7 separate regions of the Mus musculus genome follow, and all the other regions are linked to region 5. A link is a contact called in public HiCAR-type, HiChIP or PLAC-seq, Micro-C and promoter capture Hi-C data. All regions are on one chromosome and are shown on one strand. Each heading gives the region's core, a stretch centred on a gene start, on an enhancer-like site or on the middle of the called end of the contact. The rest is flanking DNA. Distances are from core to core; before and after follow the strand shown.

Region 1 (3,618 bases), core at 156-2,655, 990 kb after region 5:
GGCGGTGCTGGATACGGCGTCCGCCGCCAGCAGGTGCGAGCGCTGTGCGGTGTCCAGGCGGAAGGCAACAGCGCCGGGCTCAGGGGGACTCTCCACAGTCACCGGCACCACGCTCACACATTCAGCCAGGCGTATCATCTTGCAGTCTAGACGGCGAGAGCCGCCTCGACCCCCTCTAGAGCTCGACCCCTTGTGATCAAAGAATTCCAGCCGCGCCACGCCGTGAGGACTGGCTGGGTAAAGCACAGCCCAAGTTTTCCTCCACCTCTGGGAAAGAACGAAAGACTCGAGAGTGCGCGGTGGTAGCACGCGCCCCACAAGGAAGAAGAGACCCATGAAGGCCGATCTGAGTCTGGGGCTTCCCAGGCTGAGCTACTTTCCCAAAGATAATGGCATCCCAAGACCGCACCAAGGAGGGCACAGCCCGAGACTTTTAAGGGAACGTCTTGGGGATCTACAATTGCCCGCGCGCCGTTCCGACCTTCTTCCGGCCCCTTCCCTCTTTCTGGATTCTTTCACCCACTTCTAGTCCAGAGGGGTTTCGCCATCCCCCACGCCACAAACAAACTACCTTGGTCCCGAAGCGCTGACTCTGCAGAAAAAGCGGACCCTCCATCACAGCCCCGTCCATGGCCCAGGCGATTCCTTCCGCGCTTCCTGGCCCGGAGGGCTGGGGGCGGGGCGGGGCGGGGCGAGGCTGCAGGGTGCCGGAGGCGTGCCCGCCCCTCCCCGGCCCCTGCGGCGGTGATGGGGGAGCGGAGGGCTTGGAGGAAAACGAGCCATCAGGAAGAACTCAGGGAGAGCTCACTAAAGCCTTTATCTTTAGTGGTGCACACAGTGGCACCACTCAGGGAAGCGGTGATCACCAACCAGGGGCCCTAGTGCCTGGGGGGTGGAAGCTGAGAGTGACGACATATGTTTAACGTGACATCAGAGTGAAGGCCGTGACATCACCTGCAGGCACCTCGGGGGCGCCATAATGACCAAGGGAGCCATCGGGACAATAGTTTTCTTTGTGGGACCTTTTCTCATGGCCCAGCCCGGGAATTGGACTGGACTGTTGTTGATACTCTGTCTAGTTGGGGATGTGGAGGAACGGCTACGGGCTGGAAAGCTTCCCGTTGCCACAGGGGCCGTCCTGCTGTCCCGAAACCGTTTGCAAGTCAAGCACCCTGAATACGGCTGCCGGGCCTCCAACCTGCGGGAAAAGAAAGCTTCATTGAGCCGGGAGGAGTGGGAGGGGGTGGCGTGGCTGCAGCCAGCTCCACAGGGGAGGGGAAGATCTAGAGGAGGGAACTGGCCTGGCCGGAATGGAGGGAGAAAGCGGAATGTGGGAGGGCTCTAGGGGACGTGGGAGGGACCAACGAAGAGGGGAGAGGAAGGGGGGGTCCAGTCTCCCCTGGCCGAACACTTTTTTTCTGAGAAGTCCTGAAAGTAATCTCCAGGACCAGGACTCTGCTTCCAGCCTCTGGAGTTGTGCCTAGTCGAAGGTAGGGGAGTTACTGCTGGCCAGCGGGAAGAGGAGTTGGGGATGGAGAGGATGGTGGACCAGGAGAAACGCTGATTTGGGATGGAGTCGGGAAAGCCAACCAACTGACAGTTTTATTATTGGTCAAGGAGCGAAACAGAAGAGTGGAAAGCTGAGCAAACTGTTGGGGATGGAGGCTTCAGGGTGCAATTTGCAGGCCCTACGCTGAACACCAGGGCTTCGGAGCCAAATGCCCCCAGAACAAAGCTGTCTTGTCTGAGTTGGGGGAAGCAATGGAGGGCCCCCCTTACTGTGGAGGACTGTTTTCAGCCTCGGATAGAGAAGGCCTGAGCTGGGGAGCTAGCCCTAGCTTCTGGTTGCCCAGTGACAGAAAAAGAGGTGTTCCAGGGAGCTTGGATAACTCCATACCAAACCCTGCCCAGCTTGAAGCCTAGGTCTCCTGGAGTCCCTGACCCTGCAGCATATTTGCCAGCCCATGTGCTAGGGAGGGTGGCAGAAGGTTCTCCTACTCCGGTTAGCCTCGGCCCTTCCTGCATGGGCATCTGCCCCCATAGGAAACTGAAGAGTCTTCTCATTCATAGTGCTGAGATTTCCAGGGCTGGGCTCCCAGGCTCCCCTTGCCTGTGATGCCATCTGTCTGTCTAACTGCATGGGTCTTGCTGTCATTTCTCCTGTGCCTGCACCTTGGCTTTTATTCCCTCTCCTCATGGTTTTTGCCTCTCTGTGTCATTCCCCATTACTCTGTGCTTTGGTTTTTTTGGTTTGATTAAAACCATCTATCCATATTCAATGTGTCTCTCACCCCGTGCCTTTCTGTTTTTTCCCCTTCGTTCCCACAGTCTCCCTTCCTGTCACATCCTGTCTGGGTCGTCCTCTCTGTGTCTCTTCCCAATATCTCTGTTTACCCAACCCATCCGTAGACTCTCCATCTCTAACCCATACCCACCCCATGGATGAAAGTAAATAGAGATGATGGTGTTGGTGGTAATGATGGCCAAACCAGGGAAGGTTATGGTGGGACACTAACCACAAGTTATAAGTTTTATTATTTGCAAAGGGAAAGGAGAGTCTCCCTCGCCCCCAATCTAGGTCTCTAGGGCTGTGCCTGTTTTCTTTGTGTTCCTACCCTCATTCAGTGTGTGTGTCTCTCCTTCTCTGTCCCTTAGTGCCCCCCTCCTTGGGCCCCACCCGCCATGAGAGCTGTCAGTGTGTGGTATTGCTGCCCATGGGGACTACTGCTGCTACACTGTCTGTGCAGCTTCAGTGTGGGGTCTCCGTCTCCTTCTATCAGCCCAGAGAAGAAGGTAGGAAGCCAGGGGCTGAGGTTCCGGCTGGCTGGCTTTCCTAGAAAGCCCTATGAAGGTCGAGTGGAGATACAGCGAGCTGGTGAATGGGGCACCATCTGTGATGATGACTTCACGCTGCAGGCTGCCCATGTCCTCTGCCGGGAGCTGGGCTTCACAGAAGCCACAGGGTGGACCCATAGTGCCAAATATGGCCCTGGAACAGGTGAGCGATGCTCTGGACTAGCCCGGACATTATCTAAGTGCAGTTCAAGTACATAGAAAAGAACAAAACACCTTAATGGCACAACCAAAGGGACACGGGACACCAAGAATGGGCAGAATCAAGCAAACCCACAGATTATAAACCATCTAACATACTAATTTCAGGGCCATGTGACCTGAAGCTAGCCAGTACTCTCCAGGAGCCTCCAGTGTTCCATGTGTACAGTGAGAAGGGGGCTATGTTCTCTTCCACAAAGTGAGACTCCATAGAGCTATGCACAAAGACAGCCCAGTGCAGGGGAGCCCTGGGTGATCCAAGTGCAGTCGACTCAGTGATAATATGAGGGCAGGTGAATGGTATCCGAATGTCCCCTAGCCAGAACGGGTCATATACTACAGCTGACAAAATCGGGACCCAGGTCAGAGCTAAAACCAGCAAGCAGGAACTCATGTGGAACAAGTATGACAGTGCGAGGGTTGAAGCACAATTCTCTGGAGCTGAAAGTGCTCAGATTGTATGGGCTCACACTGTGGGTGTGATGGGTGGGCACCTGCTGTTGATCCCCCTCCCCTGTTCCCAGTTGCTCCACTGCTTCAGAGATCAAGTGTCACTTTGGAGAT
Region 2 (3,379 bases), core at 53-2,552, 730 kb after region 5:
AAACAAAAAAGAAAAAAAAGAACTCTGGGGATCGTGGGGTGGGAAGATGAGTCCATTCCGTGTAACTTTTAGTTCCAAATCAGAACATACTATCCAAAATCCGCCCTCAACTCGGCGGCCAGACACGGGGACGAGGCGGGGCGGTCCCCAGGAAGGTCTGCTGTGAGGGGGCGCCCCTTTCGAGCCTCAGTTCCGGGCAGTTCAGTTCCGGGGAGGGGGCGCGGCAGGCTAGTCTTTCTGCGCCCTTTCCCGCTCCTTCCTGGGTGGCTCTCTCCCCCACCCCACCCCCGATCCACCCCCAAGGAGCGCCACGAGGAACCGAAGGCCTCTTCAACACATCCTTAAATTCAAGAGGGCCGGGCCCCAGCTGCTACACGCTTCCACCCCGCCTCCTCCCCTAAGCAGGATTCTTCCCCACGTGCTCCTGCCGGAACTCGGGGCTGCAGAAGGGGGCTCCTCCCACGTGGGCGCAGCAGTCTCAGACTACGTGCAGGGCGGCCGTCCCATCAAGAAATTAGGGGCTCTAAGGGTGGGGAGGGTGCGCGCAGGTCCCGGGTAGGTGGGACTATCGATGGTGAGCGGTCGGGCCACGAGGGTGCCTAGCAGACGTGGCTTCTCGCGCGCAGGACTTTCCCAGCTACCCAGACTGGTTCCACGTCTCCAGCCCCGAAGGAGGAGGAAGCAGGTCCTCTGCGTGCTCCAGATTCCGGGAGAGCACGCAACTTGGTCCGAAGCGAGCCAGAAGCTCCCGCCCGTGCCGACTTACCTTCTGCACTTGGTTTTGGTTGAGCTCCGTGAATAAGCAGGCGATCATATGCGAGGCGATCATCTTGTTGCGGCGAGTCGGGGCCAAATAGAGAAACCGAGGCTCGAGCGCTACCGATGGAGCAGGCAGCGCTGTCCGACCGCTTTGAAACCAGGCCCGGGTGTCCGGCTGGGATCGAAGACTCCAGGAGCCACACAAAGAAGCTTAACCACGATGGCTCACCAGCTGAGGGCCTCAAGTTTCCAGAAACAGGGTTTTTTTTTTTCTTTTTTTCAATTTTTTTAATCACAACTACTAGAAGGTACCCTAAGTCTCACTCCTGCCGACCGGTCTAGCTGCTTAGCGTCCCGTCGCTAACTTCACTCACTGGGTCACTAAGGCTCAACTTCGGAAAAAAATGACAGTTCTGTTCCAATCCGGCGATCGCACCTATCAGAGTCACTGGCGTGATGCTCCTGCCCTCGGATCTCCAAAGCAGAACAACTCCGGGTAGCCTGTGGTGTCCTGAGACTCCAGCACTGGAGTTGGTGCAACAATGTGGCTTATTGAGGGGCTGCCGGCTCTTTGGGCCGCCCCGGACAGTGACGTGGATGTGCTCATTGGCTGCGGGAAGAGGGTGTGTGCGCTCTTCGGCTGTCCGCCCGCGGTCCACAGCCAATCAGCGCCTAGAGCCCGCGGGCGCGGCTGCTCCAGCACCCAAGCAGGCGGCGGGAGAGACGCGCCCGAGGCTAGGGGCGGAGCTGGGCGCCAGAGTTGGGACGTGTGTTCCGTGGCTAGAGCTCGGGACTCCAGGGCGCATGAGCCACCGCCGCGTCAGGCTCAGCTTCGGGTGGGGGGCGCGTGATCGCGGACCCAAGAGATGTTGGGCGACTGGAAAGACAAGTGATCGTAGCAGCACACGCCATAATCTGGTATCTGGGGATCATGTGAGGGGCTGCCACTGCCCTGTGACAAGTCTGAAGCACCGTGATTCTCATCTTAATTGTAGCTCAACGAGTCAGCGGATCCCTGAAGCTAAGCCATTACAAAAGTCAGCCCTTCTTAATATCACACCAATATAGCATATGGATTTTACTAACCCCGTTTTACAGATTGGGGAACTAGGCACTGTGCTGTTAGTGAGTTTTGCCCAAGGTCACACCCCTAACAAATGGTAGATGAAGACAGGAACACATCTTACTCTGAAATGCAATTCCCCCACCCCCGGTATATTATCCAGCCTTTCTTGAAGCCAGCAAAGGCTGGAGAGAAACTTTGTTTGTAGCTGGGACTGATAGATGGGAGGAGAAAGGGCACCTGTAACAGCTTGATCCTAGGCTCAAGTGGTGTGAAATGGTTTATAGATGCTGAGAAGAGCCCGCCTCGACCTCAGCTCATGCCTGACACCAGACTCTAAGTTGACATTTATGAGTAGACGCCATCAATATTGAAATAGCACCTCAGATGACATGAAGTTGGTGCTGGTGGAGAATGGAAAGCCAGGAGTTTGAAAGTTACATGGAAGGAAGATAAAGCCTACCATTTCCAAATAATCTCACTCCCCAAGCCCTCTCTCCACCTCCGGAGTGGCATGTGCCACTACTGGGGATCTAACATGGGACTTTGTGCGTGCTAGAAAAGCACCCTGCCCACTGAGGTACACCCCAGCCCTAAAAAGGCTCTGCTCCACTTTCTATGATGTGGTTCATCTATTTCCTCTCTGGGTGATCCCTCTTAGCGCCATCGTCAGCAGTTACACCATCCGCACACAGGTAACTCACAAACCTAATCTACAAGCGAGGACTTTCCCCAGGGATTCTGGCTTTCTTAACCAGCTGTCATTTGTCATCCCTGTGGAGGTGACTAGTGTCTCACACTTAACATGTACTAGGCTGAACTTCCCAGGGTCACCCCCCCCCCTTTTACCAATTGTCTCCACAAATGACGTCACCATCCATGGTTTTCTCCCTGCTCTTACATCTATTCACACCATCAGTGAACAGTTAGTCTAACTTAGCAAATCAAAGAGGCCAGACCCTCATAGCCAGGCCACCGATGACTCCACCAGAGCCTGTGTAATTTCACTTAGCTGCTGTTTTTAGGTACCTCTAGCTTGACCACTGTGATCCCTCGTTCACTCAGGAGCTAAAGAGACTTGTTTAAAATACAAACCAGTGCTTCATGTAGTGGCACACACTCGTAGTTCCAGTGATTCAGAGGTGGAGGCAGAAGAGTCAGGAATTCAAAGCCAACTTGGATAGCTTGATAGATACGCTAGGTAGGTAGGTAGGTAGGTAGATAGATAGATAGATAGATAGATAGATAGATAGATAGATAGATAGATAGATAGATAAGAGATAAGATTAGATTGGTTGATAGATATATACCAGACTGTCTTGGGGTGGTGGTGTCTTAAAACCATTGTTTTTCTTCAACTAAAATCCAAACTCCTAAGAGTAACTATTAGAAATAATTTTTAAGGCTGGACATGGTGGCACATGCCTTTAATCACAGCACTTGGGAGGCAGAGGCAGGCATATCTTTGAGCTCCAGGCCAGCTTGGTTTACCAAGCAAGTAGACTTGGAAGAGATACTCAACGAAACCCTGTCAAGAAGAAGGAGGAGGAGGAGGAA
Region 3 (3,506 bases), core at 910-3,409, 700 kb after region 5:
TACGCACGCGCACCAGCAGGACCCGGAAGTTTGTTCCTCCAAGATCCAAGGCCAGGAAGTCTCCTTTCTCTGGAAAATGAACCCCGAATAATGAGTTGGGGTGACAGAATATAGCTCCCTTCGTGGGTTGTGGAAGACACATTGTGAAACTCAAGTCTTGGGAGAAGATGGAGTGTGAGCGCCACCTGGCAGTTAAGAAAGCAACATCTTCATCACCAGATCCGAATGGGCCCATCTGGTGGAACGCCACAAGTCGGCCCTTCAGAACATGAGGAATGCCAATACAGTATACTTAAAACTCTCTAAATGTCACATCTGAGCCAAGACAAATGCCACCTAGGGTACAATTCTGGAAGAGAAGCAGAAGTAGAGGGACTCTTCAAAGAAAACTGAAGTCAGGGAAAGTGGAATGCCTGCAGTCCCAGAACCTGGGATGTGGAACTTGGGAAGAGGATCAGGAGTTCAAGGCCAGCTTTAGCCACACTGTGAGTTTAAACCCAACCTGGGCTATATATAAGACCCTGAGGCAACCGAACACGTTCCTTTTCCCTCTTAAAGGTGATCTTTGAGGGGTGCTTGAATGGAGCTAGGCCCCATATTAACAGGCTACCTAACCCTAGCTTCTGCCTCGAGAGCCGGTGCCAACCATGAACCATCACGGACCAGAAATTTTTTATATGGAGCCAAACAGGAAATACATGTAGACCCAACTAATGTAGTATTTGAGAGCTGCCTCTGGAATGCAGATTCCTAGGTCTGAATGTCAGCTGACACTGGTTGTATGAACTTGAGCGAGGCTCTCTTGGTTTCAGTTCTCAGCCAAAGAGCAAATTTTTAATAGACAAAAAAATTGGTTGGTCTGAATGTCTGCACACACGAACAATCCTAGCATAGGTTGATTCAAGGTGGTCCTGTACAGCATCCTGGACTACATTTGAGGCCAGCCTGAGCTACATTAGACCCATTTCATAAAGCAAAACTAATGGGGCTGAAGAGAAACTTTAGCAGTTTAGAGCTCACACTGTTCTTGCAGAGGTTCCAAGTTAAGCTCCTAATAAGCACATCAGGGGTTTCCCAACTCCCCCTAACTTCAGCTCCAGGGGGACTGGATATCTTTTGGCTCACGACACACAGCACACACACACACACACACACACACACACACACACACACACACACACACGGGGCGTCGATGCCACGTACCTGTACCGTCTGGAGTGGCACACACATAAGTGGGCAACATCTTCACAGGGGCGGCCTCATGCGTCTCCTTGCTCAGACCCTGCTCCATTTCCACCTTCATCCTTCTCTTAACCTCCAGCAGCTGTTCATGGCTCAGCTTCAGAGACTCCAGGGTCTTCTGGCGGGCCCGGTGTTGGTCAGCCAGACGGTAAGCCACCGCCGTCACCATAGCCGCCCCCTTGCCGCTGCCATCCTCAGAGCGGAGGAAGCGGACATCACAATCGGGCACCAGCCTCCTCACTGCCTTATGGAGACGCTTGGCAAAACTGTGACACACAGAGAAAGAGACGGGTGTCCATGGTTACAGTCTGTGGTACAAATGGCCGCAGAGCTGACCATGGCCCCTGCAGAAGCAAGTGGTGTCTGTATCTCCTCTCTCCATCCCTCCCCCACCCCCATCTTAGGGTGACTAATATAAAGGCCCAGCTATTCAATCATGGCTGCCCTAGCTGGCTTCCCCCGTGAACGCAGTCACACAGACCCACTCTTTCTCATGGAACAAGCCTCAGCTCCTCTGCTTAGCAGATGGAGCCAGCCCCTGCCAGGGCAGACGACGGGAATCAAATGTTTCTGATGCCCCTGGAGATCCAGGCTCACTTCATCTGATGGCCCCCAGGAAAACACTCAACAATGACAACAAAAGCCTACGAGTATCTTTCTCTGGACTCTGGCCTTTCTCTTTCCAGTTCCTGCCAATGGCCTCAGAAGCATCTGAACAACTGGAGACAGTGAGAATGTTTAATTAGGGAGAAGCTCTTGGGTGGCGGCCCCCTGCAGCTTCCACGGAGCGCAGACTGCTGCGGACAGCACAGCCCAGCCCAGCAATTCCAAGGCTCCTCTCCCAGACCACCCACACCCACACAGATAGCAAGCAGCCTCGCGGCAGGCCAGTCACTGTAAAAGTCAGCCTCACCCAGTCACTGAGCCAGAACCGGCCTCTTAACCACATTCCCAGGTTATCCATGTTCCTACAGCCCTGGGCTAGAATGCTGAAGATGGATCTCAGAGCCAGATGGCAGCCACCAGCTCAGTTAAAGGTGCCCTGACCTGGCACTCACACTGAGAAAATGACAGAAAAATACGGGAACACAAAAGACCTCTTCTGGATCTCAGGTGAGATATGAACAGTTTGGAATAGACGAACAAAGGGACATGACAGGGCGGGAACAATCCGACACTAAAATCAGGAGAGGCTGGCGTCTTCAAGGTTGGATGGCCACTAACAGAGGGCATGGTACCCACATGAACCAGTCAGAGTAATGGAAGAACAAGGAATGAATCAGTAACTCATAAAAAGAGGGAGGTGGCCCGGGATGATGTTGGGTTGTGAGGACGTGCTTGCCTGCCATGCACAGAGCATTCAATGGCAAACTCTGCAGAAAGGTGGTACACACCTGTGATCCTAGAACTTGGGAGGCGGGGACAGACAAGAGGATCAGAATTTAAGTTCGCCATGGGCACAGATTGAGTCTAAGGCCAGCCTGGGAGGGACTAGAGGACAAGCCTGTCTCAAAACAGAGCGGAAGAGGAGGCAGCAAGCCAAGGACTCAGCAACCAGGAGCTCTAAACAGAGGGCAAGCCATCAGCTGCCTTCAGAAAGCAATCCCACTCATACCAAGTGACTGGAGAACACTTATGCTGTCTGGAAAGCAATACAGAGCTGCCTCATGGAGTCTCCAGGGGACCCTTCTGTTCCCAGCCCCGGCTTGCTCACTCACTGGGGATGTTTCTTGTAGACAGAGCCATCCACGCCGATGGTGGAGCGGAGTCGCTCCTCGCCCTTGTTCTCTTTGATCCGCCACAGCACCGCGGCCAGGGTGGCTGCACACAGGCTGGCTGAGCGCGTGGACACAATCTGGCAGATTCGGTGCGTGGCCACACAGTCCTCCTGCAGCGGGCTCAGACCCAGGCGCACCAGGATCTGGTAGGCCTTCTGAATTCCGTCCTTATCGCTGGGAAACAGATAGGGTGTGAGCAGTGTTGAATTCACTGTGGCCAGCAGTTCAAGGCTCCTCTCCCAGACCACCCACACCCGAGTATACACACACACACACACACACACACACAGAGGGAGGTCTGCTTTCTGTCGGCACTCTTTTATTTTCCACAAGGAAAACCTCGAAGTTCCTTTGTGTGTATCTTATAAAGACAAGACCCTGGTTTCGCCGCTGCAAATGGGGAGCAAGCGAGCATGTGGGTTCCTGCTCTCTGTTCCCCTCAAAGTATATGAATGGCAACCTTTGAGTACTTGAAGCCAGTGTGGA
Region 4 (3,481 bases), core at 363-2,862, 950 kb after region 5:
ACCTAAGCTGCCCTAAAAAAATCACATTCTCCTATGTCAATCTCAAATGCTCATCATAAATGAGATTACAATTACTATACCTAGCTCACTTTTTAAAATTAATCTGATGAACTAATCCCATGCAAAGTGTATATGCACTCACACGCTCATGTGCATGTGCACATTGAAATTAAGGTGCATGTTAAAGCCAAGGGTGCAAAGATGACTCATAAAGTTGTTAAATAAGACAGTATTGGAGGGGCTGGAGAGATGGCTCGGCTGTTAAGAGCACTGACTGCTCTTCCAGAGGTCCTGAGTTCAGTTCCCAGCAACCACGTGGTGGTTCACAACCATCTGTAATGGGATCAGATGTCCTCTTCTGGGGTGTCTGAAGACAGCTACAGTGTACTCACATAAAATAAATAAATCAATCTTAAAAAAAAAGACAGTACTTGGGCTTATCATATGCTCAATCACACATCCTTTGTTTCATATGCATGATGCTCTGGGTTTAACACACAGCACTGCAGAAAATAATATGTAGTGTCATACTGACACAGGAATAGACCATTTGTCCTGTCCAGAACTTATTACTGAGCCCAGAAGCAGAAAGTCACATGAAAACATAATGTGTGGTGTGGCTGCCATGGAAAAACAATGAAAATAGATTAGTGTAGTTACTAAATCATGCTGGAACGATCATTGATCCTTCAGGAAAAAAGAGAAGTTGGATCTCTACTTTATAAAACCTAAATATGAGAGAGAAAACTTTTAGAAGAGAATGTATAAGAAAAAACTTAATGACTGTAGGTGAGGAGAAGGAAGAATTTCATATGAGACACAAAGTCTGCTAGCTACAGAAGACTGAAGAAGCATCCCTATAGTAAAATCAGAATTCCTGTTTGTCAGAAGACACCATGGAAAAGGGAGTCAGAAAAACCACACCTACAGCTCTCACTCAAGTAACCAGCGAGAAGTTGCTGTCTGGAATGCAAACGTTGTAACATCATCATAAAGTGGAGCACCACAGCTGAGAGGAACGATGCTCATGAATGTTTATACGGGGGGTGGGGGGTGTTGGGGGGGTGGGGAGAGGCAGGCCACTCATGGCATATAGAAGACTGTGCTTCTTACAAAGCTCCAGGAAGTTAAAGCAATGAAATATTACTTAAAGCAGTAACCTTTTTAAAAGAGAAAGAATGATAAGGAAGTTCAGCATAGCAAGGCTTCCTCTGAGGAGGAGGGAAGAGCACACAGACATGTCGTGCTATTCATGACATTCTGTATCTCAAGTTAACAAAAGAGATTCATGATGTCTGCTTATGGCTGAGCTTTTAGAGCTTACAAGGGCACACCTGATACGTCTTCATTTGCATACGATAAAATTTTTATACTAGTCTTCTAAAGAATGGATAAGTAATAAATATGCCAAAACTCGGGAGGTCACAGTGATCAATATACTTTGGCATCCAGACAGCATCTGTCCAGGTTGACAACCGTCTGCACTGATTGGGTATGTGAGTCTTGAAGCAGTTACAAATCAGCTTAACGAGGCTGTCAGCGAGCCTACAGTTCTCAGCCGTGTACACAAGGATATCAGGTTCCTTTGCTAAGTGCTCACAAACCATCTGTTTAAAATTTCCTCCTAGAGTTTACCAGGGATCGATGTCAAGATCCTTGGAAAGGCAGCCTATCCACATGTGTTCTCAGGAAATACCAAATGTTAACAATCCAAACAAAGAAGATGGAGATTCATTGCTCCTTAGAAGAGTCCAGAAAGAAGTAGGGGTAGGGGATTGGAGGGTCCCCTCTGTACTTTAAGCAGTTGTCAGACTCTGATGTCTTACAAAATAGGCCAGATGAGCAGCTGCGCATCGAGTTTGTCTTGGATAACTGCATTAAAGTCGTTTTCCTGTGGCATTAAGTCTAAATTAGAAGCTCTGTTGTGTTTGCTACCTAAAGATTTTTAACCCAGACAGACATGTGTTTCATTAAAAGAAGCCGTGATCTCAGAAAAATAGCATCCCCTCCTTTTATACTTAAATGAAGTGATAGGAATTTAGCAGCATATCTGAAATTACTTGAAAATGGCGATTTTTTAAAGTTTGTTCTTGCCGGGTTGAGGAATAGTCTACATACCAGAAGTTACATGCATTCAACATGTACAGCTCAGTGAGTTTTCACAGTCCTGTACCCCTACAGATCATCACCCCAGTCAAGATATAAAATCCTTGCATTGTGCTCAAAGGCCCCTCCTCCCCTACACACACACACACACACACACACACACACACACACTCAATCCCACCCTCCGCCCTTTACTTCCCATTTTACAAAAGTAGAATCATACTATATATATATATATATATATATATATACTTTTGTGTCTGACCTTTTTCATTCAGATGTTGAGATTTGTCCATGGTGTTTATAACAAGTCTTTATTGTTGAATAGTAATATTTTACATAAATAATTTGTTTAACTATTCACCTGTCAATGGACACTTTGGTTTTCTATTTTTGACTATGAGTAAAACTGGTATAAATGCCTACACACAGATCTTTCCAGGCATGGATGCTTTCATTTCTCCTGAGTCCTTATCATTTATCTTTTCTAATACATGTACTTTCAATTCATTTGTGGATTTGTATTTAAAGTATATTGAGCCAGGCATGGTGGCAAGGCCTTTAATCTCAGCACTTCATAGGCAGAGGCATGTGGATCTCTGAGTTCAAGGCCAGCCTATCTACAGAATGGGTTCCAGGACAGCCAGAGCAACACAGAGAGACTCTATCTTGAAAACCAATAAGAATAAGAATAAGAAAATTTGGGCTGGTGAGATGGCTCAGTGGGTAAGAGCACCCGACTGCTCTTCCAGAGGTCCGGAGTTCAAATCCCAGCAACCACATGGTGGCTCACAACCATCCGTAACGAGATCTGACTCCCTCTTCTGGAGTGTCTGAAGACAGCTACAGTGTACTTACATATAAATAAATAAATCTTTAAAAAAAAAAAAAAAGAATAAGAAAATTTGTTGTAGACAACATATTATTTATTTATTCTGATAACCTCTAAGTTTTACTTGGAATGATACTCCATTAATAATTATTTAAGTGTTGATATGGTTAGTTTCATGTCTATTGTTTTATTCTGTTGTTTGTTAATTCTGTTTGATTGGTCTTTTTTTCTCCTGCTTTCCTGCCTTTGAGGGGTGTTCAAATATTTGTAAGATTTGGGGCTAGAGAGATGGCTCAGCAGTTAAAAGCTTTTGATGTTCTTTCAAAGGACCCAGGTTCAGTTCCTGCAGCTACAACAGGTGACTTACAACCACTTGTAACACCAGTTCCAGGGGGTGTAACATTCTCTTCTGGCCTCCAACATCACCAGGATACATGTAGTATACACACAGAGACACACACATACATATAAGTAATTTTTTTTAATTTAGCTGGGTGTGGTGGTGCATACCTTTAATCCCAGCACTCAGAAGGCAAAGGGAGG
Region 5 (3,787 bases), core at 215-2,714:
CGAGTGCCTGGGTATGGAATTTGGAGTTGGTTAAGTGTGTGTATCTTTTACAGATAAGAAAAACTGAAGTCTGGAGAGGAGGCCTTATTCAAGTTCAGGGAGTAGTTTAGTGGCCGTCCAAAGCTAGAACTGGTTGCTCAAGGCACCGATGAAGCAAGACCCTTCCTGCCAGACCAGTAGCTTCTATAAGAGAAGACAACTGGTCTGTGTTTACATCAGGACCCTGAGATTGTTTTCTTTGAGGGAAAGCACTGCATTTCAAGGTTAAATAAAGCAAGCACTGTTTGGCCAAGTGTAGACTATGGCTCTCAGCCCTGGCTCTGTCAGATCAACTTTCAGAAACACACTTGGGGGACCCTCTTTAGACAAATTCAGTGATCGTATGAGTGGACCTGGGTTTCTTCTCATTTTTAAACCTAATAGCTTAAAGTCCAGCCAGGGCTCTGTGGTCTGATATATTCAGTCCACCATGCCACCAATGGTCTTGAAAGCAACATTTTCAAATAGCATCTGAATCCGGGCATTGGGTCAGAATGTAGACTCTCAGTGAGTCAGGTCCAGAGGGGCAGGAGAACAGCAGCTGTTTCTAGAGTATGCTTCTGATAGCAGTTCTCGAGGACACCTGGGATTCTGATGACCCCTTTTGGTCCCTGGTTATTCCATCCAATTTCTCCACCATCTGAGCCCTTGGTTTTCAGTTGCCCTGGTTCCCAGCAACACCCTTTCTTGGGCTGGCAGGGCGATCTCTTCTCTGTTCCCCTCCTTCTTCCTGTCTTTCACAGGGCTGGGCTGCACAGCCTGCCTGTCTGCCTGTCTAGACTGTCCTCTACCATTAAGACTGGTCCACTCCTATCTTTGCCCCAGTTACCTGTGCTAACTGCCGAGGAACAGGATGTCCTTTGGGGTCATTCTAGCCTGTTCTGCACCAAGCTCCTTGTGGCCACTGCATAAATACTCCTGTAGTTTAACAAAACTTCAAACCCAGGCAAGCAAGACCAAAAAGTGGTAATGTCTTCTGATACTAACGAACATTCCTTGGAGATTATGCATCAGACTTTAAACTCTCCACTCAGAAAAAAAAAAGAGTCGATCAAATTTAACAAAGTAAGTGGTTATTTCCTGTCTGGACTTGGGGTTTTAAAGCTGGCTCAACGAGTGCAGTCCACCAGGCAGGAATAAGCCAATGAGGGTTGGGGGTAGGGTTGGATTCTGCTTGCAGATCTGGGCTCCTTGCTGTAAAGAGGGAAATGTTGGAAGTTCGGGACAAGGTGGGGACCGCGGATGGGGAGATCATGTAACCCAGGGGACGGTGGGAAGCGCGGGGAGGCAGGCAAGAGTTGCCAAAGTTGAACTAAGTTGGAGCAGCCGTTCAGGTTTCGCGTCTCGCGGCGCCCACGTGGGGAAGGGGGCGGGGAGCGGGAGGGAGGGCAGGTCCGGAGCCGAGGGGCGGGGGTGGGGTGGGGTAGCGGGGGGAGACCGAAGGAAATGAGACAACCTTTTCCTCCCACGGACTCAGGCTCCTCTAGAGTGTGCAGGGCTGGAGGAGTCCAGAGGCTGGGTGTGCGCGTTCCGTGCTCAGCCCTGATTGGGGAGGGCCGCCCCAAATTGCTCTCCGGCGCGCGGGTGCCCCAGCCACAGGGCGCAGCAGCACACTGCCGTGCCCTTCCCTAGGTGATCTGATCCACTCCAGGCCCCCCTGCTCGGTCCCCGGAAGTACGCGCCAGTCGTCCTAGAGAAGGTAAGCTGCTTCCCCGAAGCGCGCTCAGGGCGCGGGGACACTCTAATTCTGCTGAGCGGGAACTCTTTAGTGCTCTTCGGATCCCAAACTACCGCTTTGTTTCCAAACCCCTGTCCAGGTGTTAGCACCGGTCCTGCCTTCTTCTTTTGCTTCTCCTTCCTTCTGGCGTCCCCAGCGTCTTGATCCTGTTTGGCTTGGTCAGACCACTCTTACCCTCTGCCTTGGGCTTTGGAGAACTCGTGAATTCCAAATCAGGGCGCTTCTCTTAGCTGCTCCAATCCCTGGAGCTTGGCTGAGCGGGCCAGTCGGCGGCGGCGGATTTAGGCTTGGCTGGGGATTAACCCACCTGAAGCCGGCCTAGCGAAGTACTTAGTTAACTCTTCTCAGAGCCACTGAACTATTGACACTTATTTGACGACCCCCGCCCCCCCGCGCGTCCCCAGATCCCCGAGATTGGAGTGGACCGTGGCGTTCTAAGGCTGTTGGCGCCCCCTAAAGCTTTAAATGTGACGCTCTGTTGCTGGAGAGGGACTCATCAGGTTTGGGGGTGAAGGATCCCGACGACTGGGGGTAGAGGGAAGAGATCTTTGCAGGGCATGAAGACAAACCAGTATGGCTCTGAAGCCGGCGAGACGGACCCGCTGGGTAGTTTCATTTTTGTTACTTAGTTAAACACCTTTTCCAACCTTAGGCCTGTGGCAGGAACTTCTAGGAATCTTGGCTTTAAAAATGGACAAAAGGAAAGGAGGGAGTAAGCGGCCTTGAGCCTCGCAGTTTGCAAAGGGTCCAAGCGTGAATTTGGATCCCAACAGGTCTGTGCCGCACACCCCAAGTCCAGCCCTAAAGATGGTTCCTCAGTCCAGTCTGAGCAAGAAATCTGCTACCTCCTGCCTGCTCACACTCAGGGAAGACCAAGCCTTTACCTTTTATAGCAAATACATCGCGATTCCGTTCAAATCCAAAGCGTTTATTTAGAGCCGGCTGCCGTCCTAGCTCACTGAAGAGGATACTACCCGGCGCCGCGCTCTCTCAGCCCCTCCCTCCCCTCCAGGCAGTGTAATTGTTAGTCTGCCACCGCGGGCCGGCTTGAGGTCAAGTCCGGTGTCAAGGAAGCCAGGGTCAGACCACCAGCCTTGGTAATGCCTTCTTGTGGCTGTTTTCTCTTCGGAAAAATAGTGGGGCCAAGAGTGTAACACACAGGGGTGGAGGTTGGAGGGGTTGGGGGGGAGTGGGGCGGCTAGCACTTGGGAGTGGAATCCGGAGGATCAGAAGCTCAAGGTCATCTGTGGCCACAAAATGAGTTTGAGTCCAACCTCGTTCCACAGGATTCTGCCTCAAAATACCAGAGTCAACGCCCCCCCTCCGATGTCAACCAGGAAGTAAAGATGGTGGAGCTTAATTTTAATTTTAGAGATATTTTATTTTGTATTTTGTGTATGTGTGTGTGTGTGCCACATGTGCTTTAATTGTGGCCCTTAAGGGAAGTCTGGTAATAGCTGGAGATACTTTTGGCCCTCACCCTGTGGGTGAGGGAGGATGCTGTTCGCTTGGTGGAATGCTCAGGAGAACCCTCTCCTCACAATACCTCTGGCCCATTACTGCTTGTGCTTTCATTGGGTCACCCTGACTTAAGGAACTGGCTCACAGAGAGTATCCCAACTCCCCTCCTTTCCAGATTACCCCAGCCCCTGTTCTCATATCCCCACCCCCACCTGCAGCCCCAGAGTCAGAATTCCACTGCTGGCTTCCCACCAGGCCGCTGGCCTGCCCCACACTTTTCTTGCTTCTCCATTGCTTACAGAAAGGACCTGGGTCTACAGGTGTCTGTCAGTCATTAACAGCAGCCCCTAGCCGGTCTCTTGAGGGGTGAGGCTTAATCTGTGACCTTGCACACCAGCTCCAGGCTTCCCTGCCCACCCTCAACCTCTAGCCCTTCTGCCATGCTTCCAACACATCCCAGTTCACCGATCCTCTGCTGTTTTGACCTCTTGAACCCACCTTCCCCGCCCTAGTGGCTTGGCAAACTGCTCATCTTTCTTTGGTCTAGAA
Region 6 (3,386 bases), core at 246-2,745, 610 kb after region 5:
AAGGTTTTATAAGGTTTGAAGCTCACATCATCAACAGAGAAATAGTCTGTGCAGGCAGTGAACTCACCTTCTAGAAAAGCGAATTCATCCACAGCTTCTATTGCATTATCTGAAACACAAGGTAAAGGGATACTTGATTGGCTCTTGCCATTCAGACATCAGACCCAACATGGAATTTTATGCAAATGACATCACTTACAAACTGTAACCCAGAGGTCCTAAGATCCATCTTTACACTCACTATTCTTTTAACTGTCTCACCTCAAAAGCCAGCGAAAATGCTGTTCAAGGCATCCTACAATCCTGTCTTATTCCAAAATTCACTTTTCTCTCTACTCTAAAGACACTAGAACAAGGCCGGGCGTGGTGGTGCACGCCTTTAATCCCAGCACTTGGGAGACTGAGGCAGGTGAATTTCTGAGTTCGAGGCCAGCCTGGTCTACAGAGTGAGTTCCAGGACAGCCAGGGCTGCAGAGAAACCCTGTCTCGAAAAACAAAAACAAAAAAAAAAGATACTAGAAAAAGAGTTTGGCAGCATAGAAGGGAATGAGAGGTACAGTCTCTAAAGGCTTACACATGTGGAAGGGTTACCAGGTAGACAAATAAACCAAAAGCCAAATTTCCCCTTGCTTCAATGATGCCTTGTGAAACAGCTATAAGAAAGCCCAGCCCATAGCTCCCCTGTCCACCCTGGGGTACCACAGCGACTCTACCCAAATCTCTCCTCTGGAGAGTTTTCCTCTTTCCTTGTTGAGCACAGCAGTAGGCATCTTTTGCGATAGTCTCCACGAACAGTTCCTGCAACAAAAAAAAAAAAAAGCAAGCAGAGATTAGTGGACTCTAGCCCACTGAGATGAGCAATCCTGTGTAGACGTGGACAAGAAGGGTAAAGGGGGAACTCTACCACACAGGAAAGTTCTAGAAGCTACCATTGTACTGAACTTATGAAAATACTTCTGCTATCCCTCTCCATAGCTCCAATCCCCCTGCTCTAATATCTCCAAATCCACCCTACTCATTCATTAGGATCCCCTTCAAGTTCTGTGTGAGCCGTGGGAGCCATGCAAACTAAATTTGCGTGGGTCCTCGTGAAGAGGAGAGTGGCTAACCAACTCAAACGGGGCCCACAGAGGCCTTCCTAGGTCTCAGTCAAGTCAGGTCGGCGTACCAGGGCCCGCCACGCCCCCTAGCGCCACGCCCCCTAGATGCCACGCCCCTTTCCCCGACCCAGGCGCCCTTGCTTCCCCGTCGCACCGCGGCACGCGCCAGGATAAAGATGGCTTCCTGTCCCGCCAGCGTTACGTCAGGGTCTGCCTTCACCAAGGCCTTTACTCTCGCCAGAGGCAGCCTCGAGAGGCGAACTCCCCCGGGTGCACTCGTCGGGGCTTGGGCCTGCGAAGCCGCTGCCTCCCCTCCGGGAGCCTCTTCCTCTCTGGGCGTCCCGCTCCCAGCAGCCGCCGCTGCCGCCATCCCCTCCCGAAACGTGTGGCGCGCGGTCGCTGACTGAGCGCGCGCACGCGATTTCGGCCCCTTTCCCGCGCCGGGTAGAGACCACGCCTCTCCGTGTGGGCGTGGCCCCACCCTCACTAGGCGTGGCGCGCCAGAACCGCCCCCTCTGACTCCGGGGTCTGATGTACTCTTCCGGGCGGCCACAGCCTGGAAGCGGCCGGGCGTGGCCTAGCTGAGCCGGAAGTCCGGATGCTTCTCTAGAGCCTCAGTAGGTGCTGAGTTTAACCTCTAGGCCAACAGGAGGGGAACCCGTGGGTGTCCCCACAACGCTGCCCCGCGCAGCGACAGACCCGGGCCAGCGCCGGGGATCATGTTTTAGGTGGAATGGGACGTTTGACGGGCAGAATTGGAAGTGCGGTTTAGTGGGAGGAAACCACTGCAAAAAAGGCGTGCAGACACGGAGAGCAAGTTTTGTCTGTGGTTGGTCAAACAAGGGTTAGCTCAGAACACTGATCTCCTTACTCAAAACAACAAAACTAAAAACTGTGTTCTCTAGGAACATTAATTGCATAGGGTTTATGTTTTAAAATACTAGTATGTAGTGTTGGCAAAACATTATCATGACAAGTAACTTTTCAAAAACAAAAATTGGCGGGGCGGTGATGGCACACGCCTTTAATCCCAGCACTTGGGAGGCAGAGGCAGGCGGATTTCTGAGTTCGAGGCCAGCCTGGTCCACAAAGTGAGTTCGAGGACAGCCAGGGCTACACAGAGAAACCCTGTCTCGAAAAAACCAAAACCAACAAAACAAAACAAAAACAAAAATTGATGAGAAAAAAATTAATGTCTCCTTTAGAAAACAATTTGATCGTCTAGCTGCTTCTCAACATTTTACTATCTGTTTTTTTGCATAGTTATGGAAAATTCCACTGCACCTTCTTGAGAGAATGAGAATGACTAAGATTAAGATAACTTTTACCAGGTGTGGTGGTGCACGCCTTTAATATAAGCACTCAAGTAGCAAAAGCACATCATGCTCTTTGAAACCAGCCTGGTGTACAGAGGGAGTTCCCAAGCCAGCGAGGACGACATAGTAAGGCCCTATCTTTAAAACAGAAAATCGCTTTGACCTCGCCGGCCTCTGCAAAGGATCTCCAAGAAGCCTCTCCCTGCCTCTTCTTACCTATGAGTTCTCATACCGAACCAGAGATCTGGCATGGAAGTGTGGCAAATATTCGCAATAGGCAAGAGAGACAACTCAGTAAAGTGTATGCTGCTCATCAAGGACCTGAGTTCGAATCACCAGAACACAGTAAAAGGCTAGTGTGATAGAACTCCTGTAACTTCTGCACTAAGAGAACAGGATTGCTTAAGTTCTTTGGCCAGCTAAGCTAGCCGAACCAAATCAGTGAGCTTGTGGACCTTGGGCCTTTATACCAACAAATGCATCCAACACACACTAAATTTTTAATATAAGGCATAATAAGAACACTGTGTACCTAGTTAATTGCTTTATATAAATATTAATGTTTAGTCATAATGCCTGTACTATTGATGCAGGTAAGTAATTTTATTTACAGCTATGAGTGAGCCACAGACTGTTCCACAGTGTACCTGTGGAATAAGGGGAAGCCAAGGGCTCATTGCATAATAACCTGAAATCATTTACTTCCAAATTTAAGCAATAAACTTTAACTGGGTCTATACACAGAGGCCCCACTGGAACAAAATGAGTTTTGGCCAGAATTAAAAGCTCCAGGGGAGGAGCGATGAGTTACATTGTACCAGAGTTTTCCTTAGGACCTTTGTCTTGAGTGCTCTCTACTGTGTACTTAAGAAAAAAAGAAAAAAAAAAACCAAGAAACTTTATTCTTATTGGTTGATTGTTCGTAGAAATTGATTACATAGATTTCCAATCTTTTCACCCCAACTTTGAA
Region 7 (3,462 bases), core at 826-3,325, 720 kb after region 5:
TCAATGCTCTGGGGCAACCAACAAGCCTTTTGTTATATCACTAAGAGGAAGGCAACACCTTTGTGTTTTCTGCTTTGCATATACTATTTTATGTTAGTAAAAGACTTTACAGTCATTTGTATAAAATGTACGATTAAAACTTATTTTGAGGGACTGGAGAGATGGCTCGGTGGTTAAGAGCACTGACTGCTCTTCTGAAGGTCCTGAGTTCATATCCCAGCAACCACATGGTGGCTCACAACCATCTGTAATGAGCTCTGACGCCCTCTTCTGGTGTGTCTGAAGACAGCTACAGTGTACTTACAAAACAAAACACCCCAGGGGATTATTAGAAGGTGAATGGTTAAGGGCATGCACTGCTTTCTTCCAGGGGACCTGAGTTTGGTTCCCAGCATCCACACTGCACAGCTCACAGCTACCTTTCACTGCAGTTCCAGGAACAGCGCCCTCTAGTGGCCTTCCAGAGCACTGCTCTCATGTGCTCAAACTCACACTCTAAAGCATATACATAATTATTAAAAAATAAATAAATAGAAGGGACAGGAGTAGTAGAATGTGCTATAATCCTAGCACTTGAGAGGCAGAGGCAGCCTGATCTACATAGCACATTCCAGGCCAGCCAGGGCTACTCAGTCTTAAAAAATAAACACACAAAAATGAAATTTGGAAAGAACTAACTAAATCCATCATGAATAGGCGAAATCATGTCATCCCCTGCCATCGGTTGCTACAGCAGTGAGAATGGAAGACGACCCCTAAAAGCGCCACAGTTGTTCTGATTGCCACCCAGCCACACATTGACCCAAGAAGAAAGAGAATGGTACGAGTCATTTCTGCTCTACAAGAATACCTTTCAGGTACAGGCAACAGGAGTTAGCATGAATCTTCTGGATGGAGAGAGGGTCAGCATACATGGAAGTTCACAGCATAGTTAAGTGTCAGCGTGTCGGTCTAGCATAACTATATAACATGGTACCAATTTATAGCTGCCAAAATATGTCACGTCAAAGTCAGCTACAGCATAGAGCTGATGCAATGGGGGCTACAGGCACCTAGCGAGTGTCATTGTCAAAGTTGTCACTGGGAGGGAACTGTCTGGTTCCTAGGCAGATAAGATTGTGCGTGAGTAACCTGGAGGGGATGGATGTGTCTGGGGCCAAGGAGATGCTGCAGCCCAGCCAAACAGCAGCAGGGGCCTAGGTTCAAGGGCCAGACAAGAGCGTCACCCTCCTGCATTGGATTACTCAGTGTACAGGGATAATGGGACTTCCAGTGGTGACGCTGGGGAAATCTTAACCTTAACTAAACTAGCCAAGTGGATTGCATTGGGCTGACTCACAGGACTCCCAGACCTCCTGGCCACCGAATGCTGGAAGCAGCAAACGGCCACGTGCTTCCAGCTCACCCACTAATACACAAGTAGATTCCCACATTCAGTTTCTGAACTGTCGCTTTAACAAAATCTATGCCCCTAGAAAGGGGCCTGCCCATATCTGCCCTACAGAATTATTTATTGCCAGTAGCCTCTGGGGACTGCACGAGAGCTGTGTGAGACTCTTATCTTTAAAAAAAAAAAAATCAATACAACAACAATCAGGTGTTTGACCCAACATACGTAAATGCCACCCACTATAGAGGGTATCAGTACAATCTCTGCTTAGGTCGCCAGCACCACATCATAAACCCCCTTAATTAGCTCGCTTGTGTGCTGCAGTTCACTCAAGCCTCTACTGCGTAGATGTTGGTAAAATACACAGCAACCAAGATAAGGGGCAGCTTGCACACAACCAGCCTATCACAGAGCTGGGCTCCCTTTATCACACCTCATGCTTGCATTATATGGCCCAGGATCACGCTCTAAGTGTATCATCTGCGTAAGCGTTATCTCCCTAAGGACAATTCTCACTCTTCAAAGGCAGGCCATGGGAGCTTGGCACACCACGGCCTCACAGATGGCTGAACCTAGGAGAGGATTTTGTGGATCAAACCCAATCAGAGTTCCCAAAAGAAGAATGAAGGCATTGTGTTAGTCATGTGGGAGGTACAAGGAAAATAAAACATGCTGTTGGCGGTGTGCTTCGGGGCTGGGCATTGGTTCGGGCCAGCCCGAGTTGACTGTCTCACCGCCTGCTTGCTACGGGACTGTTCTCTGAAAATTGACTCTCCTTTTCTGTAGAGTATCTACCACTGAGACCCTGAGAGGGCTTTAGCACAGAACTGTCTGTTGTCTGGTACACACGGTCTAGTTTCTGTTTCAATGGCCGTACCTAGTGCAAGGATGCTTGGAGTTTCATTTGTATCCAGTGACTTGGGGGGGTTGTGTCTTTCTCACAACTCATCATGTTGTGAGATCTGTACTTCAGTATGCTTATGTATGTAAGGGGGCATGCAGGACACCTCAGGCAAAGGTACACTTCCAGTATGGCGGCACTGTAAACAGGTGTAGAGCTGAACTGTCATATACACCACTTGTCACCTGTCACACAACCTATACCACCCAGATCTGCATGCACATGCTCACACTCGCACACCTGGTAACTTTGGCATCTTCATGTTTGACTCCTGGCCTCAGCCTATCATCAGTTGTGTGAACTTGGGCATATTATTTGACCATCCCAGCTTCATATTTTAAAAAAGGAGGATAAAAATCTCTTTAGGGGCTGGTGAGATGAGTCTGAGGAAAATGTACTTGCTGCTAAACCTGACAAGCTGAGTTCCACCGCCCAGGACTCCCATGGTAAAAGGAGGAAGCTATTCCAGCAAGTTGGCTTCCAGACTCATTGAAGTGCACACATACACACACACAAGGAAAGAAACGGAAACATATACCTCATCAAAGTTCTGTTTAAGTAAATGAATTGGAGCTAGAGATGTGGCTCGGCACTAATGCGTTCTTACTGCTCTTATTTATAGAGGACCCAGGTTCGATTCTCAGTACCCACTGTGTGGGTCACAGTCTGTAACTCCAGTTCAAGTGGACCCAACGCCCTCTTCTGACCTCTCAGAGCTCCTAGATACACACGGCATACAGGCAGGCATGCAAGCAAAAAAATACTCACACATAAAAACATAAATAAATCTTTTAAGCTTACGAGGTAGGTAGGTGCTCAGGGCAAGCCCTGGCTCCCACAATGCACTTTTTCAACATTTGAGGTGCTTACTTAGTGAGATACAGGCTGCCCTTCAGAAGTTGATACATTTATCAGAATGTCACACTGAAACACAGATGTGGTATGGCTTCCAGTCAGAATGAGACAGAGCCAATCTAGAGGGCACTGCAGAGCTCACAGGGTCCCCTCTCCCCACTTCAGGGGACTCTTTGAAGGTCTGGGAACACACACATTCATGAACAAGGACACATGCTAAGTGCTGGGCCAAACAGGCCACAAGGCTTCAACAAATATTCTTTCTTTAGGAACTGTACAACGTCTTGTTAAACCAGATCCCAGAGACTCTCAAAAG

What was found. Promoter capture Hi-C pulls out the DNA fragments that hold promoters and counts their contacts. A called contact is a pair of places that touch in the nucleus more often than the background predicts. HiCAR-type assays count read pairs that join an accessible place to other places. HiChIP or PLAC-seq counts read pairs in DNA pulled down with a chosen protein or histone mark.
Region 1: an H3K27ac HiChIP or PLAC-seq map of extraembryonic endoderm stem cells shows a contact between it and region 5, with 4 times the contacts expected there. The contact joins the promoter of Loxl3 here to the promoter of Eva1a in region 5. A contact is called at or near these places in 2 of 39 promoter capture datasets (cranial neural crest and maxillary cranial neural crest) and 1 of 115 datasets of contacts at active chromatin or transcription factors (extraembryonic endoderm stem cells).
Region 2: a Micro-C map of embryonic stem cells shows a contact between it and region 5, with 6 times the contacts expected there. The contact joins the promoter of Hk2 here to the promoter of Eva1a in region 5. A contact is called at or near these places in 1 of 39 promoter capture datasets (cranial neural crest), 1 of 484 Hi-C or Micro-C datasets (embryonic stem cells) and 7 of 115 datasets of contacts at active chromatin or transcription factors (embryonic forebrain, embryonic stem cells, extraembryonic endoderm stem cells and 2 more).
Region 3: an H3K27ac HiChIP or PLAC-seq map of embryonic stem cells shows a contact between it and region 5, with 2.6 times the contacts expected there. The contact joins the enhancer-like site here to the promoter of Eva1a in region 5. A contact is called at or near these places in 5 of 39 promoter capture datasets (the 3T3-L1 cell line, cranial neural crest, frontonasal cranial neural crest and 2 more), 8 of 115 datasets of contacts at active chromatin or transcription factors (embryonic forebrain, embryonic hindbrain, embryonic midbrain and 4 more) and 1 of 9 other capture datasets (embryonic stem cells).
Region 4: a contact with region 5 is called in a promoter capture Hi-C map of cranial neural crest. The contact joins the enhancer-like site here to the promoter of Eva1a in region 5. A contact is called at or near these places in 4 of 39 promoter capture datasets (the 3T3-L1 cell line, cranial neural crest and maxillary cranial neural crest), 1 of 484 Hi-C or Micro-C datasets (cortical neurons) and 1 of 115 datasets of contacts at active chromatin or transcription factors (extraembryonic endoderm stem cells).
Region 6: a HiCAR-type map of astrocytes shows a contact between it and region 5, with 4 times the contacts expected there. The contact joins the promoter of Pole4 here to the promoter of Eva1a in region 5. A contact is called at or near these places in 13 of 39 promoter capture datasets (the 3T3-L1 cell line, 3T3-L1-derived adipocytes, cranial neural crest and 6 more), 2 of 484 Hi-C or Micro-C datasets (nephron progenitors and uterus), 13 of 115 datasets of contacts at active chromatin or transcription factors (astrocytes, embryonic basal ganglia, embryonic forebrain and 9 more) and 2 of 9 other capture datasets (embryonic stem cells and pancreatic islet).
Region 7: a contact with region 5 is called in an H3K27ac HiChIP or PLAC-seq map of extraembryonic endoderm stem cells. The contact joins the enhancer-like site here to the promoter of Eva1a in region 5. A contact is called at or near these places in 2 of 39 promoter capture datasets (cranial neural crest and second pharyngeal arch cranial neural crest) and 8 of 115 datasets of contacts at active chromatin or transcription factors (differentiating embryonic stem cells, embryonic hindbrain, embryonic midbrain and 5 more).

What each region holds. Positions count from the first base shown.
Region 1 is chr6:83,032,800-83,036,417 of GRCm38.p6, forward strand. Loxl3 (lysyl oxidase-like 3) reads left to right here and starts at 1,406. Exons shown (of 14, transcript NM_013586.5): 1 at 1,406-1,490; 2 at 2,656-2,998. The coding sequence starts at 2,683. Dok1 (docking protein 1) reads right to left here and starts at 672. Exons shown (of 5, transcript NM_010070.4): 1 at 572-672; 2 at 1-267. The coding sequence starts at 631.
Region 2 is chr6:82,773,152-82,776,530 of GRCm38.p6, forward strand. Hk2 (hexokinase 2) reads right to left here and starts at 1,303. Exons shown (of 18, transcript NM_013820.3): 1 at 767-1,303. The coding sequence starts at 829.
Region 3 is chr6:82,735,327-82,738,832 of GRCm38.p6, forward strand. It overlaps Hk2 (hexokinase 2), which reads right to left. Exons shown (of 18, transcript NM_013820.3): 9 at 2,961-3,194; 10 at 1,204-1,508; 11 at 1-69. Among named protein-coding and RNA genes, the nearest start is that of Gm32480, 22 kb to the left of the region's middle. Within about 2 kb of position 2,160, at least 24 of the 459 cell types and tissues checked have an H3K27ac peak or open chromatin away from gene starts, as enhancers often do. A contact at or near this core is called in embryonic stem cells and hippocampal neurons, where this site is marked.
Region 4 is chr6:82,986,044-82,989,524 of GRCm38.p6, forward strand. The region is part of intron 4 of M1ap (meiosis 1 associated protein); the gene reads left to right. Among named protein-coding and RNA genes, the nearest start is that of Gm32644, 35 kb to the right of the region's middle. Within about 2 kb of position 1,613, at least 22 of the 459 cell types and tissues checked have an H3K27ac peak or open chromatin away from gene starts, as enhancers often do.
Region 5 is chr6:82,040,164-82,043,950 of GRCm38.p6, forward strand. It overlaps Eva1a (eva-1 homolog A (C. elegans)), which reads left to right and starts at 1,465. Exons shown (of 3, transcript NM_145570.2): 1 at 1,465-1,738.
Region 6 is chr6:82,651,370-82,654,755 of GRCm38.p6, forward strand. Pole4 (polymerase (DNA-directed), epsilon 4 (p12 subunit)) reads right to left here and starts at 1,496. Exons shown (of 4, transcript NM_025882.3): 1 at 1,255-1,496; 2 at 714-798; 3 at 68-109. The coding sequence starts at 1,470.
Region 7 is chr6:82,755,111-82,758,572 of GRCm38.p6, forward strand. The region is part of intron 2 of Hk2 (hexokinase 2); the gene reads right to left. Among named protein-coding and RNA genes, the nearest start is that of Hk2, 18 kb to the right of the region's middle. Within about 2 kb of position 2,076, at least 22 of the 459 cell types and tissues checked have an H3K27ac peak or open chromatin away from gene starts, as enhancers often do. A contact at or near this core is called in extraembryonic endoderm stem cells and trophoblast stem cells, where this site is marked.